Linked DNA regions of Zea mays: region 1 is linked to region 2. Evidence: chromatin contacts called from public Hi-C data. All regions are on one chromosome and are shown on one strand. Each heading gives the region's core, a stretch centred on a gene start, on an enhancer-like site or on the middle of the called end of the contact. The rest is flanking DNA. Distances are from core to core; before and after follow the strand shown.

Region 1 (4,200 bases), core at 18-2,517, 730 kb after region 2:
GGTTCTGGGTCGGAGTCTGCGTTTGCGTAGCCTTGGTAAAGAGGCCTCCAGCTCACTGCGTTAGAGAGTCTGTCAAGCTCTGATTACATTTATACTCAAAAAGGCAATACAGTGGTCAATCTTTATGGCATATATAATGGTTTGGTTATTCTTTATTCATTTGTGCAAAATAATATATGTACTTTCTCTCTCTTCTCGTTTGGTTTATTTATTGCAGGTGCTAGCATAACAGCTTTGAAGTAGAGAACCTCCTTTTTAGTCTTGTGGTTGAGAACATGCATGCATACCTCTGTTGGATGACCTGAAGCTCTTGCTGATGGAAACGAGCAGGCTGGAAGGTATGGGGGCCTTGGCATTGAGATACTTGTATATGAGAGCCTGGTGCTCCAGCTCCATCCACTGCGACGGAGTGAACGGCCGCTTGGTCCTGGACAGCAGGAAAGCCTGCTCGCTCGGGCCTCCTCCGAAGTCTAGGCCTGGATGACGGTGAAACAAGGAGAATATTTTAGTCTGACCGAAAATCTGAAAACGCTGGGACGTGCATGGGCATGGCGAAGGGAGGGAGCGCCAGGACAAAAGCGTACGTAATAAAGGTGAAAAAGCAGACGAAATGTTTTACAACAGGCAGCCTTCTTGGCCGGGGAGGGAGGGAAGGAGAGGAGAGCGGCGGGTGGTGTTGGGCCAAATCCCTATGGCCGGTACCGCTAGGCCAGGCCCCTCCATATATAGTAGATACTCCTAGCTAGCATTCATGAGGGCTCATCAAGTTCCATGAATGCTGCTGTTGTCCTTTTGACTTTTGCTTTTCTTTCTTTTTTGTGAATAGTCTTGTTAGTCCATTTTCTTGAGTGTAGTGTATCAGAGTGGCCTACCGCTGTCTATCATGTTTCGCAGAGAAGGTATCCATCCAAGAAGGGAGGAACGAATGGATGGGCGCGAGGGAAGGGAATATGCGTTGCGGAGGACTGAGGAAGGCCAAGGCAAGGCATACGAACCTGAGGGCGACGTGTGAGCCGCCGCCGCCTTGGAGAACCTGAGCATCTTCTGTTGGTCGAGGAAAGGGGAGGGGTAGGAGGTGGCTGCCTGGGCGAGGCCTGCTCGCTTGAGAAGACCCAGGTCGCTGTCTCCGGACGATGGCCCGGTGGCGGCGGCGATGCCTTGCTGCAGCCCCATCACATCCCCGACTCCGAGCTCCATGGCCACAGCACCAGCAGCGGCAGCACAGAACTCAGCGCTCATCAGGGGGAGAAGAAGAGGCTGACGGGAGGGAGTGGATGCTGGCGTGCATCGCCGGGGACGGGGAATGGGGACAGGCTGGTTGGTTTAGAGGCGGGTGGGTGTGGTCTGCTTGCTTTTCTGGTGGGAGGCAGGGGTTTGTCCGTTTGTGTGGTGGGCTCTTTGGGGGACTAGAGGGGTGGCCCTTAAATAGCACCGGTCCTTTCGTCCGTTCTTTTGTCTTTGGATATGAGTTTTCAGAGAGAGATTTGTTTTTTTTTTGACGAGCGCAAAGGAGTACAATATTTTTATTATTGTTATTATGAGCAGCAGTGACAGTGAGTTGACAACGGGTACCACGGACGGTGTAGCAGCGAGCGGTTAAATAAAGCAGAATCTCAAATCTACAGCCCAAGGTACCACGTACTCCTCCCTCTAGCATCATGAGCAAACCGAAAAGGCCCTACCGCGGCCGCCCATGCGTCTTCAAAAAAAAAAAAGATGGTCTTTTTTTTTTTATGCGAGTGAAGGCAATAACTGTCCGTGACTGTGTGGTCTTTTGTACGCTGCGTGAGTAAACTTGTGCGAACGAGTACCGGTACTTGTAGTTCAATAAGTAGGGCCTTTTGTATCCTTGCAGGTAAATACGAGGAAGTAAATGGCGGGGCTTCATCCATGTGACGGCCACAGGACGCAAATGTGACGCCTCCTCGCGCGCCAATGTTAAACCGGAGGGCATTGACTCCTCCTGGAGAGGGAGAGAGAAGGGGACTTTTACTGCCTGAGTATCTGTGAAGGTAAATGTGCCCTACATGAACTGGCCTTACTACTACGAAAGGCTAACTTGACATTTACGACGATGTTAATTGGACAGACGGCAGCACCTTTAGGCCTCCATTGAAGCAAACAACAAACACGAGGAGTATTTGGCACAGTAATACTGTAACAGGAGGAGCCACTCCTACGGACCGTTAGTGCGTTGGGGTGCTTGCTTGTGGCCAGGAGTCAAAAATCACATCCGACTCCAAGAACGCCACCACAGCTTAGCCCGCGCGCCAAACATGGCAGCTACATGGAAAGTACGCGATGCCGCGCCAGGCGCTTTGGCAGCAGTGAGCAGGCTCCATGGGCCTGCCGCCGCCGCTGCTGCTGCTGCGCGGTCACGAGGTTGAGGTGACGCTTTTCAAGTCCGCCTCCTTCGCCTTCCCCTCCTGGACGGGCGTATGGCTGGGGCTTCATTCATTGCCCGCCTAGGAGCACACAGCAGATCAAGCAGCCAAGCCCACGCACGGCACCAACCCAGCTTCTTCTTACGGCGCGGCGGCCCAATTTCTTTGTCACGACAACGACAACGACGACGTGCCAGCGGGAAACCTTTGTACTAGCTGTTAGTATGTACTCCATACAGTATCGTCACCATTCTTATGTGTGTGGCTGTGTGCAGGCCAGACAACGGAGATTTGACAGAACCTATGCACGGCACACTTGGATACGCTGCGCCGACCCCCTTCTCTCGGCACCGCCCGCACGGCCGCACGGCTACCTGCTACAGAGTACTACTCCTAGTACGCACGTACAGGGGTGTACGTGGGTATTGCTGCCAACTGTGCAGCGTCGCGCACGGGCCATCAATGTGATTTGATGCCTCAGTCATGTGCCCGCTTCAACAGCCTGCGTCTGCGTGTCTCGTGGACGACGGCAAGGCCAAGGCCCGCCAACGGCAGCCCAGCTAGACTCCAGCCGTATATAGGAGGAGTACGTACAAGTTGCTTTCTCTCTCACATTTTCAGACAACGCAAAAGTACATGAGGAGGGTAGTAATGTTGCAAATATCCTACAGAAGAATACAATGGACCACCACTCAGGAGGAGGCAGGACGATATTTTGTACCCACTGCTGTACTCGTCACTCAGGAGTTGGAGTGGGGAGAGGTGCTGGGGCGCAGAGCGGCCGCATCGGCGTGTCGGTGTGGCTGAGCAGTGGAGTGGAGTGGGTGTGCCGCAAATGGACTTACTATATAAAAGTTCGATTATTTTGTTGTATATCTAAGTCTAGGTATAAAAGGTTACAGAGATTGAGGTGACACTATGGCCCCCCAAGTATTAAATGTACAACTTGTATCATAGGAGAGTTATTATATAACTAGATTTGTAGTTAGCTACTATATGTGACATGATGACATTATAAAATCCCACCGTAAGTTAAGACATTATAAATTCCACCGTAAGTTACTCCCTCTGTTATAAAATATTAGTCGTTTTAACTCTTGGTTTTTATGTATATATTCAAATGAATGATAATAAATTTAGACATATATACAAAACACATACATAAAAAATTACATGAATATACTAATTCTCTAAAACGACTAATGTTTTGAGATGGAAACTTGCTCTTCCTGTGTTCCCATCTTAATGACTCTGGTTTTTTTGGAGGTTTTCTGTTGATGCGTAGGTGCATTATTGCACGTTGGGAAAGAACCACACTTGAAGACAAAATCCATTGGTTCAAATCAAGCGGCCAGAGCCAGCATTTCCTCCTCACGCCGGTACTGCGTAGCAGGGGGTGGCTGGAGGCCCATGTGCGCGGCGCGGACGGATGGCGGTGCTGCGACTGCGAAGTCACGCGCGCGCGACGCGGACCACGCCTGTGCCCCGCCGGGGAGCAGGACGCAAAGGTGCCCGAGACCGAGACGACGTCACGCCACGCGTCGTATCCCCGTTGGACAGGACAGCAGCGAAGAATCCGGGCACCGTAGTGCACATGGTAGGGTAGTGTCACGGCCGGCCGCATGCACGGCGTACTGACCTGCCGGCGCCAGGGACACACCGAGCGGCGAGCGCGGCCGCGTTTTTCTTTGCAGGTGTGGGTGTCGCTGCGTGCTCAGGCCCCCGCCACCCGCCCGTCCACCCTGCGTCACGCGCGCGGCGAGGCTCTGCTTCCTGCCTGCTGGCGCCGCTTGCACTGCCCAGCTCGCGGCGCAGG
Region 2 (3,954 bases), core at 66-2,565:
TTCTCCACTCTGAGCTTCCCGTCGTGACACCCTCGCCGGACGCCGGCCCCTCACGATGCGCAGAGCGGCAAGGCGGGGAGCCCAGGAGTACTGCTCCACTCCCCCGACGCCGGCTCCTACAAAATCCAGTGACTGTGAGATCTCTCTACTTGCGAACCTGCAGCGTCGGTCAGACGGTCACCGAGCGTCCGAGCGCGTGCGAAGACGTTGGGGGCGAACAGAAGAGGACTCCAATTATTCAGGCTGGCAACGAGTTCCGTTTCCGTGCGCCGCTCAGGTCGCTTTTGATTAAAACCATCTATTTGGACTGTATAATCTAGAGACAAAAAACGCTGTAGAAATAATAAAAATCCGTACGGATTAAAGGCAAACGAAACGCATTTCCGGTCATAATATAGGAGGCCGGACCAACTCCAATTTCTCGGACTTGCACATGCCAATACTTCCCTCTCCTTGCTAGTTCAAAAGATGGCTGCTACTTCTCCTTTTCCCCGTCCATAGGCCATATCGACCTACTGTTCGAAGCTGCTTGCATAATTTCGAGCTCTACTATGGATGATGATGATGATGGCACTACTTGTACAGTATTAAAACTTGGATTACTAGATGGTCCGGTGCCTGTACAGCATTAAACTAGGACTACTCTACTATACTAGTGTAGCAGCTGAGCCGAAGGGTGATGTGTAGGATGGATGTACCCAACAGATGAGAGGAGAGGAGGACCGAGGAGCTAACCACAAAAAAAAGTCTAATAAGGAGTTGGTACACCACGGGGCTTTAATTTTATTATGCGTACTCACCTATGACGAATAGAATAGCCGCATAATTGGGGGCTGCGGCAACGCGGACGGCGAATGAGAGCGGCCCATGTCAGTACGCGTTATCGTGAAGAAAGAAGCAACCGGAAGGAAGATGTGGTGGTGGATGGACGCACAGCCAAGTCCGAGCAGAGCTCCATCCCATCCAGACCTGCCAAGTTGAGTACAGTAGGTTTAAACCCCGCAACGCAAACCCCCACCCCCACCGAATAATCCCTCCACGACAATAATCAACCATCACCAGCGGTCCACTCCGGGCAGCAAACAATAATCAAAGCAGAGACGGAGGAGGAGGAGGAGGAGGAGGGCAGAAACAGCTTTTCTTCTAGCAGGCCCTCCGACTACTTTTATATTGGGTGCTGGTGTTTGTTGCAGCTAGTGGGTGGTGGTGCAGGAATTTTTTATTCCGGGGGCAGGAAGAAGGAGGACGAGGAGGAGGAACAAGCGAGAGATAGAGAGAGCGCTCTCCTATCTTCTTTTGCTTTTGGTATTGTTATCTTGGGATCTGATTTTGTCCCCATACATACCGAGCGGGAGGGAAGGGGGCTTGGGTTTTCTTTCTCCTCTCTTCTCTTCTTCTCCCCTCTCACCCTCTTCTCCTCCCAAGGCTGACTGGCCGTCGGCTCGGGTCTGGGGACAGCAATCCCTGCCGTCTTGCCATGCTCCCCACGAGGAGCACACCGTCAGGTCCGCCTCCATTTTCCTATTGCTTAATCAATCGCCTTCGCATCATTGGCTCCTCCCTCCCGCCTGTTGGTTGCAGCACCAGCAGCGGTGACAGAGAATTCTTTTCGGCGCATATTCCCCGGTTACATGATTCGGCTCGCTTGCTTGGGCTCTCGCTCTTCTCTGCTTTTCTAGAATTGTGGCTCGTCCGACCTCGGTGGGTGCAACCGATCCTTTTTCGTTCCCATGGGTGCTGTTATGACCCCAATGATTGGCTGGTCTCCTCTCGATTATATGCTGCTTGTGCTAGAGCTCAGGGTTTTCCTGATCCTTGAGGGCTGTGCGGGCATACCTGGTCTCTCCGAATTGTCCAGTTTTTTGGTGTCTGTCCGCCGGGTTCTTGAGCTGGCTTGGGGATCTGTAGCTTTGAGAGCTTCATCGGGGAATTCCTGCGGCTTGGGGGGGTTCTTGCGGTTGTGTTGAGTGGCCTTTCTTGTGGAAGTGCAGGTATTGAGCTCAGGCTGCTGAATTCATGGTCCTCATTTACCTCAAAATTCTTGAACCTTTTTAATTAAAATTCTTGATTTTTTATGTGGGTGCTCGGGGAAACCATCCCCACTTCTCAACCTGGGCTCATAATTCTTGCTTAATTTCTTGAATTCAGCGTTTCTTGGTGGTGCTTGATTATTGCCGTCTGATATTGCACAGTCCTGAGTTTCTAGTTGCTTCGTCAGCAACCGGTAGAGGTGTCTTTTTTGCGGGATGATAGAATTGAGCTTGATTGCGGTGGAGCCCTTTTGGATTTGCAGCCGATTCTTGAATCTTTTCTTTTCTCTCTCTCCTTGGATGCCTGCATGAAAGCCATGCTCTTAAAGCACGGTTCCTTTTCTTTTCTTCCTATCAGTTTACTCATTTCTTTTCTGGAGGTGGCTCTTGTGTTGGATTACTCCCTTAATTACTCTCTTATATACTTTATATGACAAAAATCTTAGCTCCTTTTTTTTATCCAATCCGAGTTGAGTCTTATTTTCATTGTCTGTGAAAACAAAGTTTTGCCTAGGACATTTCTCCTGATCTCACCTCTTTCATATCATTAAAAAACTGAAAGTTACAGCTGCTTCAGTCATTTGAACAAGACATCCCCGTCTTTTCTAGGTAACTTCGAACTAGAGATCTCATGCTATTTCATCTCTCCTTTCAGAGTGATTCTGCAGAAGTATTCATTCTACTGGCGTGCTGAGCAGGTGCAGGAGCTCTAATAAGCCTAGTGCGCACTTCAGTCATCAGCCAAGTGATTGAAAAGGGTATTGATATCTTACAAACATGTCTTGTTCAAAAAAAACTTTCCCTCCTCGAAATAAATTTTTGTCAGCTATCTTGCAATTTCGCCTATGTTTTATAGAATTGAATTTCTGGTTGGACGCCTTGAATGGCTGCATTTTTTTGGTGAAAGAAGGAATTTTCAACCATATTCTTATCCTCTTGTAAGGAAGAGCAAAAAAGCCAACAACTTTAGCTAATGTCATGGATGAAGGACCACTTTTACCACCTATAGCTATAGGTCCAACCAACGTCTTATGTTGTCAGTTATATTTTCCTATACGATGAACATCGGGTCTGCTTGTTCTCCAGAAATAGTAGAGAAAAGAACAAGAAGTGATAATTACTGCTAAAACTGAGGGTCTGTCCCTAGGTCTCACACTCGTGACTGGCCTTTGTGTGCAGTCTTATGATTTTATCTCTCTAACGCTGTATGCAGTTCCTCAGAGTCAGGAATCAGTTTCATTTATCTAAAAAATAGTGGTTGAACCATTTTATGGTTTAGCTCTTCCATCCTACCTTTTCTTGGAGGCCTTTTCCCTATTATTTTACAGCGAATGAAAGTTCTGTTTCGTCATCTGCTATGCTGCTGAATAGTTTCTTAATAATTTAGTGAATTTTGTTCTAACTGTTTCCATTCCCCAAAGTGCAGGCAAGTCAGCTGAAATATTGGTTCCGAGGGCTCTGTAGTTGCTTATCCACGCTCGCCTATGCCTTTGCGCTGATCTTGACAACTCAAAGCTTGGATATGGCTACTTATTACTCGAGCCCTGGCAGTGAAAGAGATTCACAAACAATGTACTCAGCAGAGTCAGGCAATGTATCATATCCCGTGCCATCAGCCCTAGGGAACTTTCTTTATACGAACAATGCATCTTCTGGACCTTATACAGAATTTAGTGGAATTGTCCAGCCTCAGCAGAATTTCATGGAACTTACTGGCCATCCTTCAGCAATGTCACATGATTCGTCATCCAATGAAGCTACCAACATGGGCAGTTCACTCACTGAACAGCGCTCTTTTGGTCCTTTGAAAGATATGAGAAATGAGATGTTGATGCATTTGATGGATGGAGCACACAGCAGTGGCAGTGATCTCATCCACAATGATGCTCATAGCACTGTACAGCTCGAATTTGGCATGTTAAAC

The links. Hi-C and Micro-C count contacts between places; a contact is called where the count stands out from the background.
Region 1: a Hi-C map of tassel shows a contact between it and region 2, with 2.8 times the contacts expected there. The contact joins the promoter of LOC100125643 here to the promoter of LOC100281572 in region 2. A contact is called at or near these places in 2 of 25 Hi-C or Micro-C datasets (ear and tassel).

The regions. Positions count from the first base shown.
Region 1 is chr1:263,732,039-263,736,238 of Zm-B73-REFERENCE-NAM-5.0, forward strand. LOC100125643 reads right to left here and starts at 1,268. Exons shown (of 4, transcript NM_001112574.1): 1 at 996-1,268; 2 at 288-476; 3 at 1-55. The coding sequence starts at 1,239. It overlaps LOC103643763 (a long non-coding RNA gene), which reads left to right. Exons shown (of 6, transcript XR_561270.4): 2 at 1-338; 3 at 1,546-1,631; 4 at 1,856-2,012; 5 at 2,090-2,970; 6 at 3,056-3,409.
Region 2 is chr1:263,001,226-263,005,179 of Zm-B73-REFERENCE-NAM-5.0, forward strand. It overlaps LOC100281572 (BEL1-related homeotic protein 30), which reads left to right and starts at 1,316. Exons shown (of 6, transcript NM_001154491.2): 1 at 1,316-1,505; 2 at 2,686-2,788; 3 at 3,457-3,954. The coding sequence starts at 3,553. LOC103643758 (a long non-coding RNA gene) reads right to left here and starts at 1,137. Exons shown (of 2, transcript XR_561266.3): 1 at 801-1,137; 2 at 1-116.